2 separate regions of the Zea mays genome follow, and region 1 is linked to region 2. Evidence: chromatin contacts called from public Hi-C data. All regions are on one chromosome and are shown on one strand. Each heading gives the region's core, a stretch centred on a gene start, on an enhancer-like site or on the middle of the called end of the contact. The rest is flanking DNA. Distances are from core to core; before and after follow the strand shown.

Region 1 (4,342 bases), core at 422-2,921, 320 kb before region 2:
GGGTAAAAGTACATTTATAACCTTAACATTTGTTCGTAATTGTAACATAAATCACTAGGGAGTAGCTAGCCTTTTCCTCCTCGGCTTGGGCTAAGCCAAAGTTGTCGTTCTTCGGTGGTAGCTTCGGTAATCGCCGTCGTTGCTTCCAGACAAGATATTCGTCTCGAGGACCTTCGGTAGAGAGAGAGAGAGTCCTCAAAATCACTTTTCCGATGATGTCTTTGTCTTGAGGACCATCGGCAGAGATAAGACCCTCAACAGATGGTGCCTCATTTAATCACTCCACATAAAATAATCTTCACCATCAATGTATGGTGGTTTACCTGAGGAAACAGAAAGTAAAGGAGCACGTTTAGAAATACGAGGATACGAAGGGGGATCTTTGTAATACCCAAAAACTTAACTTGTGACTTAAGGAAATCCGTTGGAGAAAAAAAAACAATCAAAATAAGTACCCTTGATGAATAATTGAACTTTAGAATTCACCCTTTCTAGAGTAAATAAACATAATAGAATAATATTTGCTAAATCATATACTAATAAAAATTGGGCATTGGAAAATGTTTTCTATCAAAACAAATGGATATGAACTTGTGAATATACTTGTAATATAACTACACATTCAAAATAATGTTTTACTAACAAATAATATGTGTGTTTTGCATAGTTACAACAAGTGTGTAAGAAAATGAGTAAAGTAATTAATATAAATATACCTCTTGCATCATTGGGGTTTTTGAATGAGTATTTTACTTAAATTTGAAAATTCAAAACCAGAATCAAATTTAAATTCGAAATTGAGATAGAAAATAGAGAATAGAAAGGGGAAAAGAAAAAGAAAAAGAAAAAGAAAAGGAAGCCACTTGGGCCGCTTCTCCAACTTTCAGCCCACCAACCGTTGGCTAGCGTGCGCGCCTGCGGGCCCAAACACGGCCACTTCCCAGCCGTGGCGCGCCCGACACTGCCTTGTGGGGCCCAGACGTCGGTCACTTTGCGCGCGGTGCCGTCTGGCTGTCACGCGGACCCCGGTGGTCAACAGTTTCTTCCTTAGGTGTACCGGCGCGCGAGAATGCCGCTGCGCGAGTCTCGGTTGGGGTTTGTTTGGCACCTCTCCTTCCAATCCATCATTGCTGGCGCAATAGGATCACGACGACCGCACGGTGAATGTGGATTTGACCCAGCCGAACGCCCCACGTGGGCTCTACCCTAGCATTATAAAACCGGGGGTTGCCATGACCGCCACACAAGAAGCTCAAACGCGTCGGCGTACGAAGCTTGGGAATTATACCTGGAGCTTCGCCATCGACCAAGGAATACGGGCGTGGCATCATCGGCCAAGAACTCGGCCTGTACGGGCCGGAATTCGTCGTTGGTGCTCTCCTCCATCGCAGATCCGCCTTCCGTCGTGAGCCGGGTAGAACGCCGTCATGGGGTGGGTATCTTCTCTGGTTGCCGTCTTCGCTGTACGTAGGGCCGTTCAACTAGAGGTTAGGGCGAGGTAGGGCCGTAGGGTCGACCCCGGGGGGGCTCCTGTCATGTCCGCCGTTGTGAGGGGTTTGGGCGGCGTGCAGTTCGCATTCTGGCTGGGGGAGGAAGATAAGCTCCTAGCCGTTGATCGTCTGGCGTAGGGCTGAGATTAGAAGGGCCTCATACCGATTCGCTCATTATATCGCGGCCATAGATTGGGTGTTGATCGGTCCTGATGAACTCCTGCCGGTGGGCGTCGATCTCACATGGAGCGGCTCTGATTAGCACACGAACATATCTATTCGCAGTCGTTGGTTGTTGAAATGAACCTGCAGTCCGGAATATTGATAAGACCATTGCGCTGTGGCCCTGAATTTTGTAGAATAGACCCTGGGAAACTCCAGATTAGTGCCCGCAGCCCATATAGTGAATAAATGAGATGAATTAATACAGAAAATAATTTTTAGTATAGAAATAATTCCAGATATTTGTTTAATTCATAAGTAATTCATTTTGACTCTTTTTGACCCATTCCAATTGCATTAATCTCTAGTAATATTCTTCATCATCTAGTAACCATGTATTACCATAAAACCTGTGGTTAAAATCTTGTACCTCATTTGTTTTATAATATACACTTAAATCTTCGGAAAATCATAACTTAATCACAGTAACTCCGAATTTAGTGGTTCTCGAGAATCTCGTTACGATGCGAATATTAATATGCAGTTTGTGCTTATGTTTGGTGTGATGTTAATTTTTCCTATACCATGTTGGTTTGAATTGCTACGAATAGCAGCGAGGCCACGAGAATCGAAAGATCATCCTAGTACCTGAGATCTCAAGTCTAATGCAAGTTGTGCCCTTGATCACTCCTTTTACCTAATAATGTTCGTTGTTAATCATTGTGACATGCTCAGGTTAATTCGACGGGACCTAATAGGTTTCCATAGTATTGTTTATCCCCACCTTGCAAATAGATGAATTATTGGGTAGATTTGCTATTGCTCTACCTGGTCTTGGGAAACTAATGTTTTATTATGATCATGTTCCAATTATGTTGCTGTTTAATTATTGTTCATGATAAGATCATATTGTTAACTGGAACATGGAGAACCACCCGGGACAACAGTGCTACCATAAGGGTGGAATGGTACGCCCTTGGCCAAGTAATTAGGAAAGCTAGGGAGAGATTACCTTACTCGGTTAGGGGCAAGCGGGGAGGCGCCGTTGTAGAGTATAGGGAGGTCCTCGGGTCGAACTATCTGTAAGCTTTTCGGACGACAGATTCCTATGCTTCCTTCTTCCTAAATCCGTAGCGGGTTTTCTCGAACTAGTGGAACTTTGGAAAGGCCTCATAGTGCTACCCTGCCTCGCTTCCTTGGTAGAGGTGTATGGGGTCTATACAACCCCGTGACAAATGGGTAACACGACTTGTGGGTAAAGATGTGCAACCTCTGCAGAGTGTAAAACTGGTATATCAGCCGTGTTCACGGTCATGAGCGGCTCGAACAATCACATGATTAACTTATGAAGTTAAACTCAATTTGTCATTTGCATTGCATTGTGGTTGTTGTTATTAATCTTGATCTCTTATTTAATTGGGTTGGTATCTATTTATACCTAGTAACTGATAATAAAATTTTGACCAACTTTCCCAACTTTAAAAGCAATGCTCAGCTTTAACCATCTTCTTTGGTAAGCCTTACACTTCACATGAGCTCGCACCTTTGGTGAGTTCATGCACATTATTCCCCACAACTTGTTGAGCGATGAACGTATGTGAGTTCACCCTTGTTGTACTCACATCCCCCCAGGTCAAGAACAGGTACACCAGGATAAGGCACATGATGGATGTTGTGATGAGTTCGTGAGTGGTCTAGGCTGTCGTCTCCTAGTAAACTTTGGTTGTTGGATCGTTGTCTTCATATGATGTAATTATTTAACTATTTTTTACAGAAATCTGTTATATATTAATGATGTGACATTCGTTTCTGTACCATGAGTCATCATATGTGTGAGACTTGATCCTAGCACACTTGATGATTATTTCACGCCCGGGTTTTGGACCCTTAAAATCAGGGTGTGACAATCTTACTATACTTCTTAAGCTCTTGGTGCTTTGAAGATGTCGACTCGACGTCGGAATTTGAGGGCGTGGATGAGTCGGTCTCATAGTAGACCACCTTCTTCATCTTCTTTTTCTTCTTGTCACCCTTCTTGTGTGATTTGATGGAGCTGGCAGATTCTTCCTTGTCCTCCTTGTGTTTGTCACTGGCCTCCTTTGACATAGTCTTGCCTTCATTCTTCTTCCCCAAAGATCTGGGATTTTCCCTGATGATCAACTCCTTTTTGGCGTGTTCTCCCGACATCACTTCGAGTTGTTAGACTCTAATGAAGTACCAAGCTTTGATACCAATTGAAAGTCGCCTAGAGGGGTGAATAGGCGAAAACTATAAATTATAAACTTTGAACACGAACTTCACCCGGGGTTAGGATTAGAAACAAGTAATAATGAATATGGAGTGCGGGAGAGAGTTCTTCTTGCTATGAGTTGCTCAATCAATGCGGATAACTTTGGGAGCAACTCAAAAGATTGAGAGCAAGAGAACTTAGAGAGAGGGGAGAGGAAGAATCAAATCATAGGATAATGATCAACACAAATGAACACAACGATTTGTTTCCCGAGGTTCAGTTCTGAAGAACTTCCTCCCCATTGAGGAGGCCACAGAGGCTGGGTCCTTTTCAACCCTTCCCTCTCTCAAACGATCACTTAGACCGGTTGAGTGCTTCTTCTTAATCTCAAGGATCACTAAGACCCCACAAGGATCACCACACACTTAGGTGTCTCTTGCTAGCTTTACAAGTCACTAGA
Region 2 (4,237 bases), core at 766-3,265:
ATGGCGGCGGCCGCGTCCCCACGACGGGTGCAGTTGGTTAGGGTTCGCGAGAGGTCGGCGTTGGGGCCCTTTGAACATGGCGGGTGGGCGGGCGGGGACAGCGACGGGCAGCGGATTGCGGAGGGGGTGGGGATTGCGGCGTTCGCGGCGGGGATTGCAGCACGCGGGCGGGCAGATCACGGCTGGCGCGCCGCACGCGGGCGAGTGTAGGGAGGCGGGGGCAGTCTACATTAGTGTCTTAATAGTTAGTAGAGATTGAGTGTGAACATAAATATTGTAGCACTGAGTGCAAACATAAGTATGAAAATTAGTTGCATATTGCATTAATCGTTTAATCATGTAGAATAATGTTGTAATACGATCTGAAGGCCAATATATTTGTTCTGATAACATTTATTGGGTTTACATTTGACAACCAAACAATTAAATTATTTATCACGATGAACGACAATCATGCATTAGGGTTATCCGAAGTCTGTCCTGGTTTTACAGCTGGTTTCAAGATTAAAGTTAATCCCTCCACACCTAAACCCAACAAACTAATAATCAATTAGTCCTTTCGAGGGTTTAGACAGCCACTATGTTCCAGAAGCCTACGACGGATCTAGATCGAGTTCTTCACAAGAGAGAGCGTTTGCTCTCAGATTGATGAAGTTGATCAACTTCTGTATTAAGTGCATGATCATAGATGTCATCTACAAGCACATGGACAAACTTATTTCAACCATCAATAGATGTCTATATTAAGTACATGATCATATATGTCTATATCAAGTGTGAGTTGGTGGTCATGTTTAGGCTAAACATAAGTTAAGATCATATTAACGCTAAGATTTGTTTCGACCATCAATATCTTACCATACTTACGGTATACGAACATGATCCTATTAATGTCCAAACAAACTTGGCTAATAGTACTAGTTACCTATTAATTAGTTCCACCCTCAACTACCTACTATTTTAGCTAGTTCAGTATCTAGCTAAAATTAGCTAATAGTTAGCCAATTAATTCTACTAATAATTTTTTAGTCAGCTAAATATTAGATCTAGTACATTCAAATAGGCCCTAATTCACCAAATTAAAGGAAAATCAGTACTCAGGTAAGATTAGGGTTTAGGATCACATCAAATTAGCCCGACTTCTGTATCAGCAATACACGACGGTTCATTTACAGTTAAAAGTGAATCATCGTGTAGTGGAGATGATCTAGGAGAATTTTGAGCTTGTTAGGTTAGTAGTGAATTGAAAGGGATTAAAACGAATTAAATCACTTGCTGGTTAAAATTAAATAAATAAATTTGAGGGAACCACGTTTGGCATTAGTCTTACAGTGTTGCCGTGTTGGCTGTGGATACGTGCGATATCAGCCCAGCCTCACACCTCAGGAGGGCCATAAGTTGAGCCGATCAGCTACTGCTGCGACTCGTCATAAGATTAAGGGCCTGTTTGGTTTCTTATATAAGGTGCCACAATTTGCCTAATCTTAGTCGCTCAAATTAAAGAACTAAGCTTAGGCATAAAAGTTAGGCATGTTGTAGCAGCTAAGGCAACAAACCAAACAGCCCTTAAGGCTCTGTTTGGCACAGCTTATTTTTAGCGTTTTCATAAATTTAAGACGAAGTTGTACCAACTAGACAGCTTCTCCAGCAGCTTATCAGTTTACCTGCTTCTCAGAATAAACTAAGGTCCTGTTTGGCACAGCTTATTTTCAGCTTCTTCACAAATTTAAGCAAAAGTTCTGTCAAACAGCTAACTTATGCAGCAGCTTATCAGTTCAACTGCTTCTCAGAATACACTAAAAGCAGCCAACAAGCAGAAGCTGCTTTTCACCAGCTTATCAGATAAGCTGCTTTTTCAAAAAGCAGCAGTTGTGCCAAACATGGCCTAAAAGCAGCCAACAAACAGAAGCTGCTTTTCACCCGCCTTTTTCAACCAACAGCAGCGGTAAGAAACACCGCGCGTGCCAGGGTCTCACGTCTGGCCGGCCTCGCACACCAGCCATCTGCCCAGCGTACGCGAGAGCTGCCACCATTCTCTGCTTGCGCCACGCCCGCACGGCCGTGCTGCGGCCTGGCCACTGTACTGGTCGTCGCGCGTCCAGCGCTCCGCGGCCTCCGTACGGATCAGGGCTGCCGCCACCGTCGCGAGTAAGGGACGCCGAGAAGGGCGCCACTGTAAGCCTCCTCGTCGGAACCGCGAGCCGAAGCCCGCACGCGCATGCCGGCGAAGAGGACCACCATGGCGCCGGTGGTCTGTAAAGCTGTGCGAGACAGAAGAGGGAAGGAGAAAATGATAAGAGTTAAAGGGATTAGGGTTTTTGCCGATTTGTAAATGAGCTTTCGTTTCGATTGGCCGAATCCTGACAATCCGACTCTGATTAACGGTCTAGATCGATTGAGCGTTAAGGTTTACTTAAGTTGGCCCTTGTTGGGCCATAAATGGAGCCGCACGGGCCCATTAGACTACATCTGTCATGGGCTTTCCTGGGCCATATTTATTTTAAAGGCCAGACGAAGTTACCAATTTCCAAGAATTTAAGATACTTAGTCCGAGTAAAGGCCCCCTACCCCCGTTGGGAAAAACAACAGTGCCCAGCCACCATCTTTAGAGCATCACGACCTCCATCTCCCCTTCAGCTTCTGGTTGATGGTTAGAAAGCCATCTCTTCAAGGTCTTCGTGATCCTCTCTGGACCAATCGATCTTTTGGTTTGAGGAGGATCCCCCATTTCTGTATAAAGGAGACAGTTTCATACAAAACCACTTTTGTATTACTATAAAAAAAATTCAAAAGCGATCATGTTTCAGTTACTTCATGTAGCCCACATCAAGCCTGCAATCATAAACATGCGGAAGGTATAAGAGAAAACAGGTTTGGCCTCCTTTTAGCCAGCAAATAATTCTTCTACCGAGTTAGGAGTGTGGACCCAATCAAAAATCTGCTTCATGCAGCCCCAAGTAAATTTTGGGAGAATACAATTAGGACCCGTTTGGCAAAGCTCCAGCTCCTGCTTCTTTAGCTCCAGATTATGATCCTCGTGAGGAGCTGATCCTCCTAGAGAATCAGAAATCATTTTTAAAACTGTTTGGCAAGTAAACTGATTCTTGTCTGCTGAAAGTTGGTGGTCTGTGGCGATTGCCTGTTTCACCCTTTGCAGTTCAACTTTGTTACAAACCAATAAGTAGGATGCATATACGGAAAAAAATTATGAAACAATAACATATAAAATATTTCCATCATAGTAGTACATAAAATGGTCTCAAATGTTTAATCCATAAATTGGCTCGTTGTGTTTTTGTCCAATGGCGATTGCGGGTAATTTCGATCAAACTTTTAGGGGAGGTCCATATTTGGTTGGTTGAGGAGCTGTTTTAAGGGAGGGTGGAGCAGGTTTTTTTAGATCCCACCTTTCTTTACAAAAACGACTCCCAATCTTTCGGCTCCACACGAGAATCAGTTTAAAAAATACCCGTTTGACACGGCTCCTCCAGATCCTCGCTTAGAATCAGGAGCTGGAGCTGTGCCAAACGGGCCCTTAAAGAAGATATGGTCAATTGATTCATGCCCCTTACACAAAGAGCACAAGGCACTTCCTTTCCACCCTTTTTTAAGACTACTGCAGCTTGAATCTTCCTACTATATAGAAGCAACAGGAAAATTCTAATTTTCAAAGGTGCCTTGCATTTTCAAATTGTTTTGTAAATTTTACTCCTGACCCCCATGAGTTATGAACCTATATAACGATTTTGTAGTATAGGAGTGGGAGTTCTCTAACGCCCAGTTTACCGAATCTCTACCTTGAGTGAAAATATATGTCTGAATCTCATCATAAAGATCCTCCCACATGGAAAAGTCTTTAGTGTTAAGAGGGCGCAGTGGCACACTAACTCAAAGTTTCCATCATCTTCATATAGATAATCTGCCACCAGGGCCTTCTTGTTCTTACTAATGTCGAAAATCCTAAGAAATTTGATTTTTAGAGGCACTTCCCCTAACCAAGTGTCTTGCCAAAAATGGGTCCCCTCCCCATTTTTTACCCTGTTTATCGACCCCATTGAAAAAGGTGTTTGATTTTATGGAGCCCTTTCCAAAACTAAGAAGTCCCTTTATTTTTTGACAGGTAAAAATTATCCTTTTGCATATACTTTGATTTGATGAGGTTAGACCATGTTCCATCAAATCCTTGGGAAATGTTTCAGATCCATTTGACAAGTAGACATTCATTCTACTTTAAAAT

Evidence for each region. Hi-C and Micro-C count contacts between places; a contact is called where the count stands out from the background.
Region 1: a contact with region 2 is called in a Hi-C map of ear, with 3 times the contacts expected there. The contact joins two enhancer-like sites. A contact is called at or near these places in 2 of 25 Hi-C or Micro-C datasets (ear and tassel).

The regions. Positions count from the first base shown.
Region 1 is chr10:29,266,295-29,270,636 of Zm-B73-REFERENCE-NAM-5.0, reverse strand. No RefSeq gene overlaps it. Among protein-coding and RNA genes, the nearest start is that of LOC100857076, 210 kb to the right of the region's middle. Within about 2 kb of position 1,671, at least 17 of the 20 cell types and tissues checked have an H3K27ac peak or open chromatin away from gene starts, as enhancers often do. A contact at or near this core is called in ear and tassel, where this site is marked.
Region 2 is chr10:28,948,254-28,952,490 of Zm-B73-REFERENCE-NAM-5.0, reverse strand. It overlaps the pseudogene LOC103642358. Among protein-coding and RNA genes, the nearest start is that of LOC103640987, 25 kb to the right of the region's middle. Within about 2 kb of position 2,015, at least 18 of the 20 cell types and tissues checked have an H3K27ac peak or open chromatin away from gene starts, as enhancers often do. A contact at or near this core is called in ear and tassel, where this site is marked.